Regions from separate parts of the Mus musculus genome. Here region 2 is linked to region 1. Evidence: chromatin contacts called from public ChIA-PET data. All regions are on one chromosome and are shown on one strand. Each heading gives the region's core, a stretch centred on a gene start, on an enhancer-like site or on the middle of the called end of the contact. The rest is flanking DNA. Distances are from core to core; before and after follow the strand shown.

Evidence for each region. ChIA-PET counts read pairs in DNA pulled down with a chosen protein or histone mark.
Region 2: an SMC1A ChIA-PET map of the G1E-ER4 cell line shows a contact between it and region 1, with 9 read pairs. The contact joins two enhancer-like sites. A contact is called at or near these places in 2 of 15 datasets of contacts at CTCF or cohesin (CD8 T cells and the G1E-ER4 cell line), 2 of 484 Hi-C or Micro-C datasets (Sertoli cells and nephron progenitors) and 3 of 115 datasets of contacts at active chromatin or transcription factors (embryonic stem cells and stem cell-derived neural progenitor cells).

Annotation. Positions count from the first base shown.
Region 1 is chr10:108,309,264-108,315,730 of GRCm38.p6, reverse strand. No RefSeq gene overlaps it. Among named protein-coding and RNA genes, the nearest start is that of Pawr, 20 kb to the left of the region's middle. Within about 2 kb of position 1,405, at least 4 of the 459 cell types and tissues checked have an H3K27ac peak or open chromatin away from gene starts, as enhancers often do. A contact at or near this core is called in the G1E-ER4 cell line, where this site is marked.
Region 2 is chr10:108,393,744-108,400,337 of GRCm38.p6, reverse strand. The region is part of intron 4 of Pawr (PRKC, apoptosis, WT1, regulator); the gene reads right to left. Among named protein-coding and RNA genes, the nearest start is that of Gm36283, 20 kb to the left of the region's middle. Within about 2 kb of position 4,492, at least 4 of the 459 cell types and tissues checked have an H3K27ac peak or open chromatin away from gene starts, as enhancers often do. A contact at or near this core is called in the G1E-ER4 cell line, where this site is marked.

The DNA.
Region 1 (6,467 bases), core at 156-2,655:
TGTTGGTGGTGGGTTTTGTTTCTCCTCCTCCTCCTCCTCCTCCTCCTCCTCCTCCTCCTCCTCCTCCTCCTTTCCTGGTCTCACTCTGACCTTTTTTTTTTTTTTAATTTATTTATTTTATATATGTGCGCACACTGTAGCTGTCTTCACACACACCAGAAGGGGGCATCTGTTCCCATTACAGATGGTTGGGAGCCACCATGTGGTTGCTGGGAATTGAACTCAGGACTTCTGGAACAGCAGTCAATGCTCTTAACCGCTGAGCCATTCTCCGACCCCTAGACTGGCCTTGAACTCACTTGCCTCTGCCTCCCAAGTGTGGGGATTAAAGGTGTGCGCCACCAACTTTTAAAAAGTGATTTATTTTTCTTTTAAGTGCATTGGTGTTTTGCCTGCTTGTATGTCTGTGTAAGAATGTCGAATCACCCGGAGCTGGTGATACAAAGAGTAGCGAGTGCCATGTGGGTGCTGGGAATTGAACCTAGGTCCTCTGGAAGAGCAGCCAGTGCTCTTAACTGTTGAGCCCTCCCTCCAGCCTCTTAAGACAGAAGGTTTTAAAGTTAGTTTTTCATGTGTTTTTTTTTTTAATGTTTTATAGGGTCTAATATTCAAAGCTACAGGGAGAAAGTGGGGGTGAGGGAATTCCACTCCTGATGGCCAGGTATGTTGTTGTGTTGCCTCACGTGAGACAACCTGTGGACCACTTTCCTGGGTGTTCTCTCAGCGAGTCTCTGGACGGCCCCACATGCGTGCGCTCAGACTTCATGTGTGTGTTTATGCACGGTACGCATCCATTTGTACACGAAGGATAGATTGCCACTGGACCTTCTTTCCTTCACTTTAATGTAGATTTTTGGAGCTCTTTCATCTAGATACATTCTGTATTCATCTGATACGCTCCTGTGTAGCACAAACACATGCCGGATACTCACCGGCACTAACGATGGAACACTGGATGAAATCCACAACATGTCTGCTTGCACAGAGCTTACATTCCAAGAGAGGGGTACAAAGAAGACTATCGGTAAACCATGAAATACGTGGACAAGCATCATATGGTGTCAAGGGAATTTCACTGATAAAAAGTTCACTTTATCGCTCCAAAACAGCTCACTGATGGACACCCATTGGTGATATAATTTTCAACCGCCAAGCATAGGAAGGGATTTGATACCATGCTACCCAGCCGCACACTAGCTTATCAGTCCTTAACCGGCCCAGACTCAAAATTCCCTGTCGAGAAAAATGGCCCTGAAATTGTGCAAAGACTTTCATTTTCATCCCCACAAATGCCTTAAAAATAATAGATGTTAAAACAATCTGTTGAGTGAGTGATTGTTAGGTAGTTAGCGTGCCCCGTGTGGTTTTCTATCAGTGAAATGTTGCAGCGTCTGCAGAGTAAATAAATGATGGTTTTAGTCAGTCTGGCACACACATCTTTTTTTTTTTTTTTTTTTTTTTTTAAAGTTCATGAATGTGGATAGTTTCAAAATGCCCTATTACTACCAAAATATCATGTTTATAAATTGCTAAAAAATTGGATTTATACTGAAACCCTATCAACCATTGTGGTTAAAATGTATTCAATCCTCTGCAATTTAATTTTTTTCCCTCCCTTTTAAAACATTGCAAAGGCAAAGCGAGCTTCTAAACCTGTTATTTATTAACAGCACACATGCTGAGCTAAGGACATTTCTAATGCCCCAAATTGCTGACTTTCGGATGTTTGGGCCTCTGACTCTTCTTTGAAGTCTCAGTGGAGGGGTAAAGAACTGAATGCATGTGACATTATATGCGCTACACGTGACAGCAGACGACACAGAGAAGCATCATCGGCTGGAAAAGACTATTCAGAACAATGCCTCTAGTTTGAGTCTCCAGCACTTTAGGTATTCATTGTATATGACCCATCCCAAAGAAAAGGGGCTTTCATTCTATGAACACAAATGATAGTGAGTCCTCAATTCGATTGGCCAACACTTAATAATAGACAATAAATGAACAAACTGAGAGAAGACCCCAGTTTAGAGTTTTGCCTTACCTACTATCTCTGAAGCTAAATTTGTAGGTTTCAATTATTGATGTCTTGACTAAGAAGAAATATTTCTCAACACCTGACATTTCCCCTTAAAACAAAAAAAAAGCATTCATATTTGCTTTCTTTCTTAACATCTTCAATGATTTAGGGAAACTTCAACACCATTAAGAAATAAGATGACAAAACACAGTAGAGTTTTATGAGTGGCACATCACATAGCTGGTCATTAATATTCACTTAAGGAAAGCACCTAAGTTCTCCCTTGAGTGGAAAAAGCTGGAGGAACACAGGACTTACCTAACATAGGACTTCTATAATCAATGGCAAGCAGGTGTCAAGCATTGTCTTGACTGGCATATTAGTGTTATTATTTTGGTGTATAGGTGTGTGTGTGTGTGTGTGTGTGTGTGTGTGTGTGTGTGTGTGTGTGTGAGAGAGAGAGAGAGAGAGAGAGGTTTGCCTATGTCCACGTGTGTGTGGGTGCACGTGAATGTGCCTGTAAGGAGGCCAGAACCAACTTCTGATGGCCCCTTGCTTCTGCTCACTGTAATCACAGAACCAGGAGCTGGCTAGTGTGACTAGCCTGGTCAATGATCCCCAGGGAGCCTCCAGTCACTTTCCCAATGCTGCGATTCTGAGTGTGCATCTCTACATTTAGCTTTTGCTTGTGTGCATAGGATCTGACCCCAGGGCCTTATACTTGTGTGGCCAGTACTTTACTGGAGTGAGCCATCGTCCCCTGATGCCCCCTACCCCTAGTCTCTTGTTTCTGTTTTGCATTAACAGTCTGAATCCATCTTGGGGGTGGGGGATCAAGCACTTGATAGTTCTGGAGGTCCATCGCTAAACTATTTTACCTGTTAGGCTTGCCACCCTGCTGCTGCAAATACTACTTGGTTCCACGGTCATTTTAGAAATAAAATCTAGCCCAGTGGGAAGGCCCACTGTGCTTAAAGAAATATGACTTCCATGTTCTAGACTTCATGAGGCAGTGGGTCTCATAATGAAACATGGAGTCCAAGGTTTTGTTTTGGGGTGTGTGTGTGTGTGTATGCATATATCTGTGTGTGTGTATGTGTGTGTGTGCATGTGTGTGCACATGTGTGTGTCTGTGTGAGTGTCTCTGTGAGTGCCTGTCTCTGTGTGTGTGTGTGTGTGTGTGTGTGTGTTTGAATTGAGTCTGTGTTTGTTTGTCTGTGTGTCTGTGTGTCTCTGTGTATCTGTATGTGTGCATGTGTATGTGTGTTTGTATGTGCATGTGTATGTCTGTGTGTTTGTGTGAGTGAGTGTGTGTATATGTGTATATGTGTGTCTCTGTGTGTGTGTATGTGTGTGTGTGTGTGTGCCTGTAGCCATCTAGAAGCCAGCAGAGGCTGTTTTCTCCCACTTTACAAGGCAATGACCAGTGTTCTGGGTTCTTGCTGGTTGCCGGGGAGAGCTTTATATTCAGTGTCTGTCAGTGGTGAAGATTTAGTAAAAGGAAATGGGAAAGCGAGGGAGAAAGGAAGCCACGGCAGCAGTTACGGGGCTCAGCTTAAAGGACCACATCCAAGTCCACTGCAGCAGCAGACTCAACGATCTGCCAGGTCAGACCTACTCCTCCTCCCTCTGCTCTCTCTAGGTTTTCTTCCAAATTCACATCTCATGGTATGCATCGCACTAAAATTTCAGAAGAAGGACTTTATCATCAGATTCAGAATCACCATCCTCCAGAGGGCGACCCTTATCTCCAGTTTCAGCTACTCCATAGAGGGGTCAGAGGGGTCAAATATTTTGACCACGATATGCAGTTAATAAACAAGTTATTTAACACCAATGTAAATAATGCTTACCCTAATTTTATAATATTTACATTATAATATTATACGATTTCTGTTATTAATCAATTCTCTCCTTTCCTGCTCCACCATACTCACTTAAAAACTGACAGCAGTGCCATGCCGAGTGGATTTCCTAACTCTCGGAGTTGTGAAACCCTTGATCCATATCTCTCAGACTTTCATATGCATGCAAATACCTGAGAAATTCTGCTTAATATGCACAGCCCGGGCTGAAGCATCTCTGTGGTAAAGCACAGTTGGGCAAACACAAGGCCTGGCCTTCAACCCCCAACATAAAACAAATGGCAACAATGAAATCCACCCCCCAAACACACAGTTGATGGCTTTCTCCATCTTTGTCTAAATCTGATTTGATTTTCTTCCTGGAAAATTGTTCATCTTGGGCTGGAGAGATGGCTCAGTGGTTAAGAGCACTGATTGCTCTTCCAAAGGTCCTGAGTTCAAATCCCAGCAACCACATGGTGGCTCACGACCATCTGTAATGGGATCTGATGCCCTCTTCTGGTGTGTCTGAAGACAGCTACAGTGTACTTACATATAATCAATCAATCAATCAATCAATCAATCAATCTTTGAGCCAGAGTGAGCAGGACCAGGGTGAGAAAGAAAAACAAAAAACAAAAGAAAATTGTTCAATCTCCCCCAAATTATGCTATACAAAAGGTATTTCATATGTGAATGATGTGCCTACAGAGAAAGAAAATAAAATATCAATACCAGCAGCAAAGGAGACAAACCATCAAACACACTATGCACTCAGGTTTGGGCATGTATTCAAACCATGAAAAAGATCTACCTAAAATCAATGAAATGTGTATTGATATCTCTTTGTATCTAGTCAGAATCCCAGGGGTTACAAGAGGCTGCTCTCTCCAACCCCATGAAACTCTCATACCTTCTTTTATTTTGAAAATTCATATTTATTCTAGCCAGGATAGCTTCATGGATGAGTAAGTCATCTTCCATATTAAAAAAAAAATTTTAGAAATCAGGGTTGGGTCCATAGTAGTCCTACACACCCCCATCACTACAGTCCTTCTGCTTCCTCCCCTGTTTAAACTTTTCCCTCCATAGTATACATCTTCTTTATTTTCCTTTTTACTATGTTCTACTATTTGCTCTCCCTACCATGATGGCCCTTTCTAATCTCCTGGTGTCCATGAGTGCTCTATTACAAAACAGAGGTTGAAGAGAGTAACACTGCATGGCTAGATAATGCTGATCCCAGAAGCAGTGTGTTAATAGACAAAACTTCAAGACCTAGGTGTGGGATATCTCTGGAGGAGTTGGTTAGGGTAGCCCCAGATAGCTCCCAAAAGAATACAGGCTCTTAGCTGTCCACCAGAGTTAGAGAATAATATCCTTTTACTGACGATAACATGCAGGTTGCAAGTTGCAGAGAATGTCACCTGGGACTGAGCTGGAAACTTCCCGTTGGCTAGCAGTCAAAGTCATAGAGGGTGCCGTGTAGGCTCCTGGAGGGTAAAAGATATCGTGGGTCTTACCTATCTGTGAACTCTGTGAACCACAAAAAGAAAAAGCAAGCTACCAGAAAAACAAACGTATACAGTTGTGCCATAATTGTTATGGGGATAACCACCTCTGGGTGTGAGGCTTATTCCATGGAAGGGAACCTGTGCCTGACACTGAGGAGGTTAGAGACCCATATTGGGTAGCTAAATTGTTACAACACAAAACTGTTTTGTAAATATGTATGCTGTCAAGTACTTTCTAAATATGTATGTTTAGTCCCATATGTATGTTTAGACCAGCGCTATTCTCAGCTTCATGCAGAGAAGAGTTTTGTTACGGACTCAGGGGCGTGTAAGGTGCTAAGAATCAGTGAGAGGCTAATACTTAGCCATAAACAAGATGTTTACAGCACCACCTCTAAGGCTGAGGGAACGTTGCAAAAGAGGGAGTAAGACACATGTAAGAGTACAGGAGAGATGGCTCAGTGGTTAAGAGCACTGACTGCTCTTCCTAGAGGTCCTGAGTTCAATTCCCAGCAACCACATGGTGGCTCACAACCATCTGTAATGGGATCTGATGCCCTATTCTGGTGTGGCTGAAGAGAGCAACAGTGTGCTCATATACATAAAATAAGTAAATCTTTTTATTAAAAAAAAAGACTCATGTAAGAGTTGGAAGATAGGGTGAAAGGCTGTGAAACATTGTCTTCTAGCCTTGATGAAACCATTGCAACCATGAACTGATAACTGGTTACTTACAATGGACCTGCACTGGGAAGGCCCTGTCAATAGTCATGGAAGTGGGTGGACTTGGAGGGTGTGGTGATTTGAATATGCTTGGCCCAGAGAGTGGCACTATTAGGAGGTGTGTCCTTGTTGCAGTAGGTGTGACACTGCTGAAGGAAGTGTGTCACTGTGGGGTGGACTTTGAGACCCTCCTCCTAGCTGCCTGAGAGAGAGATTCAGCTTTCTCCTCTTTGACTTCAGAACAAGATGTAGAACTCTCCGCTCCCCCAGTACCATGCCTGCCTACATGTTGCCATGCTTCCTGCCATGATGATAACTGGCTGAGCCTCTGAAACACTACTAGAAGTAAATGTTTCCCCTAGTTTGCTT
Region 2 (6,594 bases), core at 3,243-5,742, 82 kb before region 1:
ATAGGCACATAAGAGTATACTACTCAGGGCTGGAGTGATGGCTCAGAGGTTAATAGCACTGTCTGCTCTTCCAGAGGTCCTGAGTTCAATTCCCAGCAACCACATGGTGGTTCACAACCATCTGTAATGTAATCTGATGCCCTCTTCTCATGTGTCTGAAGACAGCTACAGTGTACTCATATACATTAAATAAATAAATAATCTTTTTTTTAAAAGTGTACTACTCAGTGTAAGAAGAACAAACTCGTGTCCCTTGTGGAGAAATGAAAGATACATCAGGTAAAAGGCAGTCAGCTGGGCACAGAGGTTGATCTCAGCCATGATAGGAGACTAGTGATCGCTAGTGACGAGGAAGGGGAAGGGGGAGGAAGGTTGCATAATGTATACAAAATACAGTCACACAGAAGTATTTGCTATGGTCTTCCTGATCACAGTATGGACATTTAGTTCACCATAGTTTATGATATACTTCAGTACGAGTGCAGACATTCTTAAGTAGGCAGATGATAAATATAAGGGGTGAATATCCTAATGGCTCTGATTTGATCATTACACCATGCAGTGAATATTTATATGACCCTATAAATATGAACAAAGAAACATCAATTAATAACAACAGAACTGAGAAGTCTCACTGAATAGCTGTAAGACACTTGAATGTTAGGAATGTCAAAATATAAATAAAATCCTGTGCATGTGTGCAGGCAAAGAGTGATCACTGAAAATCAAATCAGCACTCTGGCCCCCATACATACTAGATGAGAAAGACAGGCTGCCATAACCAGACAGGGCCATGTTACTTGATTTTGTTGCCAAATTTAGCTCTTTATCCTAAAACGGAATTGCTTTCAACCTATTCTGTAGGACAGATATGTACAACGGAAAATATTCAGAATAATAATAAAAACTGTATCATGAACTCCAAAAGGTTTGTGATGTTCTAGTTAGGAATGCTAACACAAACCTAAGATCCAACGAGAAAACTGTCTGCTCTTAGCCACAGAGATACTAAGTATGGTGGTCAGTAAAGGGAAAATAAGAAGCAATATTATCTCATAGGTAAATACCACCCTTTATTGGAAGTTTCTCCCCTTCTGGGAATTTTCACATCTGTGGAAAGACGAGAGGGCGCTGCTGTGTTGTTCAGGAAAATAACACTGTTATTCTAAAGCTATCATAAGAATGAGATTGGCAGCATTAAGAGATTATAGTCAGAGGAATTTCCCACTAACACAGACATTTTAAAGCTCAGCAATGAGATGAAATACAAGACTCATGGGTAAAACCCAGGAAACAATGGGTATCAAACATCCAGAGGTGTTAGACAGTTCACGGCCTTCCTAAGTAGCAAGTAAGAGCAGGACTGGCCTCCACACTCCTCGCTTTCTCGACCCTCCTGTGTCCCACAACCCGCTGTGTGGGCTCTTCCCCTGCCTTTCAATACAAGCACACACAATCAAAATTCAAAACCAGTACCAGGCTCTTTACTAAAACTGGGATGCACACTCACTGTAAGACAACAGGGAAGACTTTTAACACTTTATTTTTATTTTATGTGTACGGCTGTTTTTACCTGCTTCTCTGTCTGTGAGGGTGATGGATCCCCTGGAACTGCACTTACAGACACTTGGGTGCTGAGAATTGAGCCCAGGGCCTCTGGAAGAGCAGTCGGTGCTCTTAACCACTGAGCCATCTCTCCAGCTCCTACAGGGAGGACCTTTTTGTCTTATCGCTTTTCTCTAAAAGACCACAGCCCCATCTCAAAGGACTGGCTGTCTTTCCATCTCATGTTTTTTCATTCCAAGGTTTTCTTAGTCACTAAGATGGACTTATCCCTGCATCTCTCCTATACTCTGAAATGTATACATTTCAGTTCATTTCAGAGTATTTGGCCAATTTTCTGAGGAACCTCCAGACTGACTTCCAGAGTGGTTATACAAGCTTGCAATCCCACCAACAATGGAGAGTGTTCCTCTTTCTCCACATCCTCGCCAGCATCTGCTGTCACCTGAATTTTTGATCTTAGCCATTCTGACTGGTGTGAGGTGGAATCTCAGGGTTGTTTTGATTTGCATTTCCCTGATGATTAAGGATGTTGAACATTTTTTCAGGTGCTTCTCAGCCATTCGGTATTCCTCAGGGGAGAATTCTTTGTTTAGCTCTGTACCCCATTTTTAGTGGGGTTATTTGATTTTCTGGAGTCCACCTTCTTGAGTTCTTTGTATATATTGGATATTCGTCCCCTATCAGATTTAGGATAGGTAAAGATCCTTTCCCAATCTATTGGTGGCCTTTTTGTCTCATTGACTGTGTCTTTTGCCTTACAGAAGCTTTGCAATTTTATGAGGTCCCATTTGTCAATTCTCGATCTTACAGCACAAGCCATTGCTGTTCTGTTCAGGAACTTTTCCTCTGTGCCCATATCTTCGAGGTTTTTCCCCACTTTCTCCTCTGTAAGTTTCAGTGTCTCTGGTTTTATGTGGAGCTTCTTGATCCACTTAGACTTGAGCTTTGTACAGGAGATAAGAATGATCAATATGCATTCTTCTATATGATAATCACCAGTTGAGCCAGCACCATTTGTTGAAAATGCTGTCTTTTTTCCACTGGATGGCCCAGATGTCCCTCAACAGAGGAATGGATACAGAAAATGTGGTACATTTACACAATGGAGTACAACTCAGCTATTAAAAACAATAAATTTATGAAATTCTTAAGCAAATGGATGGATCTGGAGGATATCATCCTGAGTGAGGTAACCCAATCAGAAAAGAATTCACAGCCGGGTGTGGTGGCGCACGCCTTTAATCCCAGCACTCGGGAGGCAGAGGCAGGCGGATTTCTGAGTTTGAGACCAGCCTGGTCTACAGAGTGAGTTCCAGGACAGCCAGGGCTACACAGAGAAACCCTGTCTCAAAAAAACAAAAAACAAAAAAAAAAAAAAAAAAAGAAGAAGAAAAAGAAAAAGAAAAAGAAAAGAATTCACATGATATACACTCACTACTAAGTGGATATTACCCCAGAAATTTAGAATACCCAAGATACAATCTGCAAAACACATGAAACTCAAGAAGAAGGAAGTCCAAAGTGTGGATACTTCGTTCTTCCTTAGAATGGGGAACAAAATACCCATGGAGTGAGTTACAGAGACAAAGTTTGGAGTTGAGACAGAAGGAAGGACCATCCAGTGACTGCCCCACCCAGGGATCCATCCCATAAACAGTCACCAAACGCAGACACCATTGCATACACTAGCAAGATTTTGCTGACAGGACCCTGATATAGCCGTCTCTTGTGAGGCTATGTCAGTGCCTGGCAAACACAGAAGTGGATGCTCACATTCATCTATTGGATGCAACACAGGGCACCCAATGGAGGAGCTAGAGAAAGTACCCAAGGAGCTGAAGGGGTCTGCAACCCTATAGGTGGAACAACAATATGAACTAACCAGTACCCCCGGAGCTCATGTCTCTAGCTGCATATGTAGCAGAAGATGGCCTGGTTGGCCATCATTGGGAGGAGAGGCCCCTTGGTCTTGCAAAGATTATATGCCCCAGTACAGAGGAATGCCAGGGCCAGGAAGCTGGAGTGGGTGGGTTGGGGAGCAGGGTGGGGGAAAAGTGTAGGGGATTTTCAGGATAGTATTTGAAATGTAAATGAAGAAAATATCTTTAAAAAAAAAAAGAAAGAAATGGAAGACGTATGAGTAGCTCTCATTTTGGGTATCTATCAGATTCTTCCAACTAAACAGGTTTGAATGGGAACTCACCCCCAGCCTACAATCCTAAAAAACTATAGTAGAAAATAATTTATTAAAAAAAAAAGAGTATTTGTCCCAGGGCAGGGCGACTGGCTCAGTGGTTAAGAGCGCCTGTTGCTCTTGTAGAGGACCCAGATTTGGTTCCTGGCATTCGTATGGCGGCTCACAACCATCTAAGTCCAGTTCTTTGGGGCCAGTCACACAGACCTCTCCTGACCTTTGCGGGCACCAGCTGTGCATATGGTGGTGGGCATGCACAGGCGTACACAAAATAAAAATTTTAAACCTAAAAAAAAAGGGTTTGTTCAGAGTATCTCAAATCAAACACATTTATTCTAGATAAGAGAAGTCTTCCCACACAAACAAAGGCATAGGCGTAGTTTATTAAGGCATGTGCCCGGAGGTAAGCCTTCTGGACTGCAGTGTGTGCCTGTGGCAACCAGCGTACGATGCAAAACCACTCAGCACCAACAGAAGGATTATAGAGAAAATGGAGCCCAGGACGTGATCTCAAAAACTACTTCCAGGGACACATTTAAAGGTGGGGAAAAGAACGGAAGAGAAACATTACCACAGGGCTAAATATGCTAAAGACTCAAGAAAAACATCAATATGGCATTTTATTATAGAACAGTGACGGGTGTTTACGGAAGCGGGCGTCACAAGAACTACACGTAGCTCATGATTCACCGTGGGGTGTGAGGAGGAGGAGGGAAGTGGAGGAGAAGTGGAAGTTACGCCACCCACAGGGAAAGCAGGCTGCCACTAACACTGAGCTGGCTGACAGACGTGGGCAGCATACACCTGGCTGTGCGCTCTATGTTCCCACGTAAGGGAAAGTGGGCGCCATTCTATATGCACATAGCATGTCAATTCTGAGGAAGGGTTAGTTTGTCCCCTAACGCATCAATAAGAATGGATCTCCGCAGCAGGCTTTAACGTACACCAGAGGAGGCTGACTCTAAAGAGAATGTTGGCCTTTAAGAAAAAGAACCATGGACATGCTTTCCTCAAGTTAAAAAGCAACCGTGGCTTCCCGAACCAGAGGTAGTGTGTACTCCTGTGTACTCCTGTGCTGGGTGTGTTGAAGAAACACAGATGACGCGGCTGAGGGCAGCCCTAGTTTATCGGACTGAAAGTTAAGTTGCAGACACCCACGTTACAGTGAGGAGCTGAGGGGATATGGAACTAGATACGGAACTAACTGTACATCTACTGCTGTCTGTACGAGATAAAAAGCCATTTATAAAATGAATCAGCGATAAAAAATGATAGCAGTCACGTTTGGTTTAGATGATAGGATTGCGTTTTATTAATACCAATTTTCTGTACGTGTCACATTTTCATGAAGAAACACACACTGCTTTAAAAGGCAGAAAAGAGGCCCTACAGGATGGCTCAGTGGTTAAACCCTCTCACCATACACGGCTGCAAGTGGGGTATCATCTCCGCATTCCATAGTGAGGTGGGAGGAAAATCGTCGTGCAAAGCAGTCCAGGCTGTGACTCTGCCTGCACCTGGCCACCCGACTTTAATCCTTGGTACCCAAATAAAGGTGGAAGGGTAGCCAACTCTCCCACCCTCACCACATCCTTCCGGACTTAGTCTCTCTTTCTTCAAAGTTTAACCAATGTACTGGAAACCTCACCAAGGAAGCATTCTACTGACAGAATTACACACTGGGAAAAGAAAACCCCAAACGCCTGCCGTTGATCCATCTTTCCTAAACGGAGTATCAGAAACGTCACGGAGCTCATCTCCAAACGGATGAAATTAAAAATCAAGAATAGTATGTGTGGGACTTCCTAGAGGAACAAGGGTCCCCTGCACTGTAAAGCACCGCAGTGCCCGCTTGGTGCTTCACCGAGCTAAAACTCAGCATTCTTGACATTTGTAATTAGTGAGAGAGAAGTGCCCACAGGGCCAGAGACTTGAAACCCCTAGAGACTTTTCAGAGTTATTGCCATCTGTGTGTCTCTACAAGTCATTTAGTTTATGGAAAGCTGTGTCTGACGTGTGATACCAGTGTTTTATCTCTTAGGCCATTCCTCATCTCTGTCATCCCCATTTGTCAAGAGACACCCTCGTCAAGAAACACCAGGTCTCTGATCACTGCTACAACTTGCTGACAGACTAGGGAGAGTAATGAACTGTTGACAGACTATGTAAGATAACCCCGGGAGATAAAGAATGGATAATTTCAGATATGAGTCTGGGCTCTGTACAGAGCTTCTTAGACTACATTAAAATCGACTCATTACAACTCAATAAAAGTACTATTACAAATTTAAGTTTCAGTATTTACTCATTTAAGCAGGGTCTCCCTATTAGCTCAGGCTAGCCTCAAACTCGCCATTTCCTTGGTCCTCTCAGATGCTTTGGCTATTTAAAAGTATGCTTGGGAATAATAAACAGGGCTAAATCTTGAAAGCTGAAAAGTAACGTGTCTCCTGCTTTAGGCTACAAAAATAAAAGTGTATGCAGATGAATGTATCACAAAGAAAATAATGGTTTTTAGACCTTAAAAATAAAAAAACACATGCTGGAAAGATAGCTCAGCGGTTAAGAGTACCGACTGTTCTTCCAGAGGTCCTGAGTTCAATCCCCAGCAACCACAGCATGGCTCATAACCATCTGCAATAGGGTCTGGTACCCTCTTCTGGTGTGTCCGAAGAGAGCTATGGTGGTGTACTCATATGCATGAAATAAATAAATAAATCTTTGAGAATAAATAAAAAATAAAAAAAAACACATCATGGAAAACAACTTCTTTTTTTTTTTTTTTTTTTTAAAGTTTTTTTTTTTTTTTTAAGATTTATTTATTTATTATATGT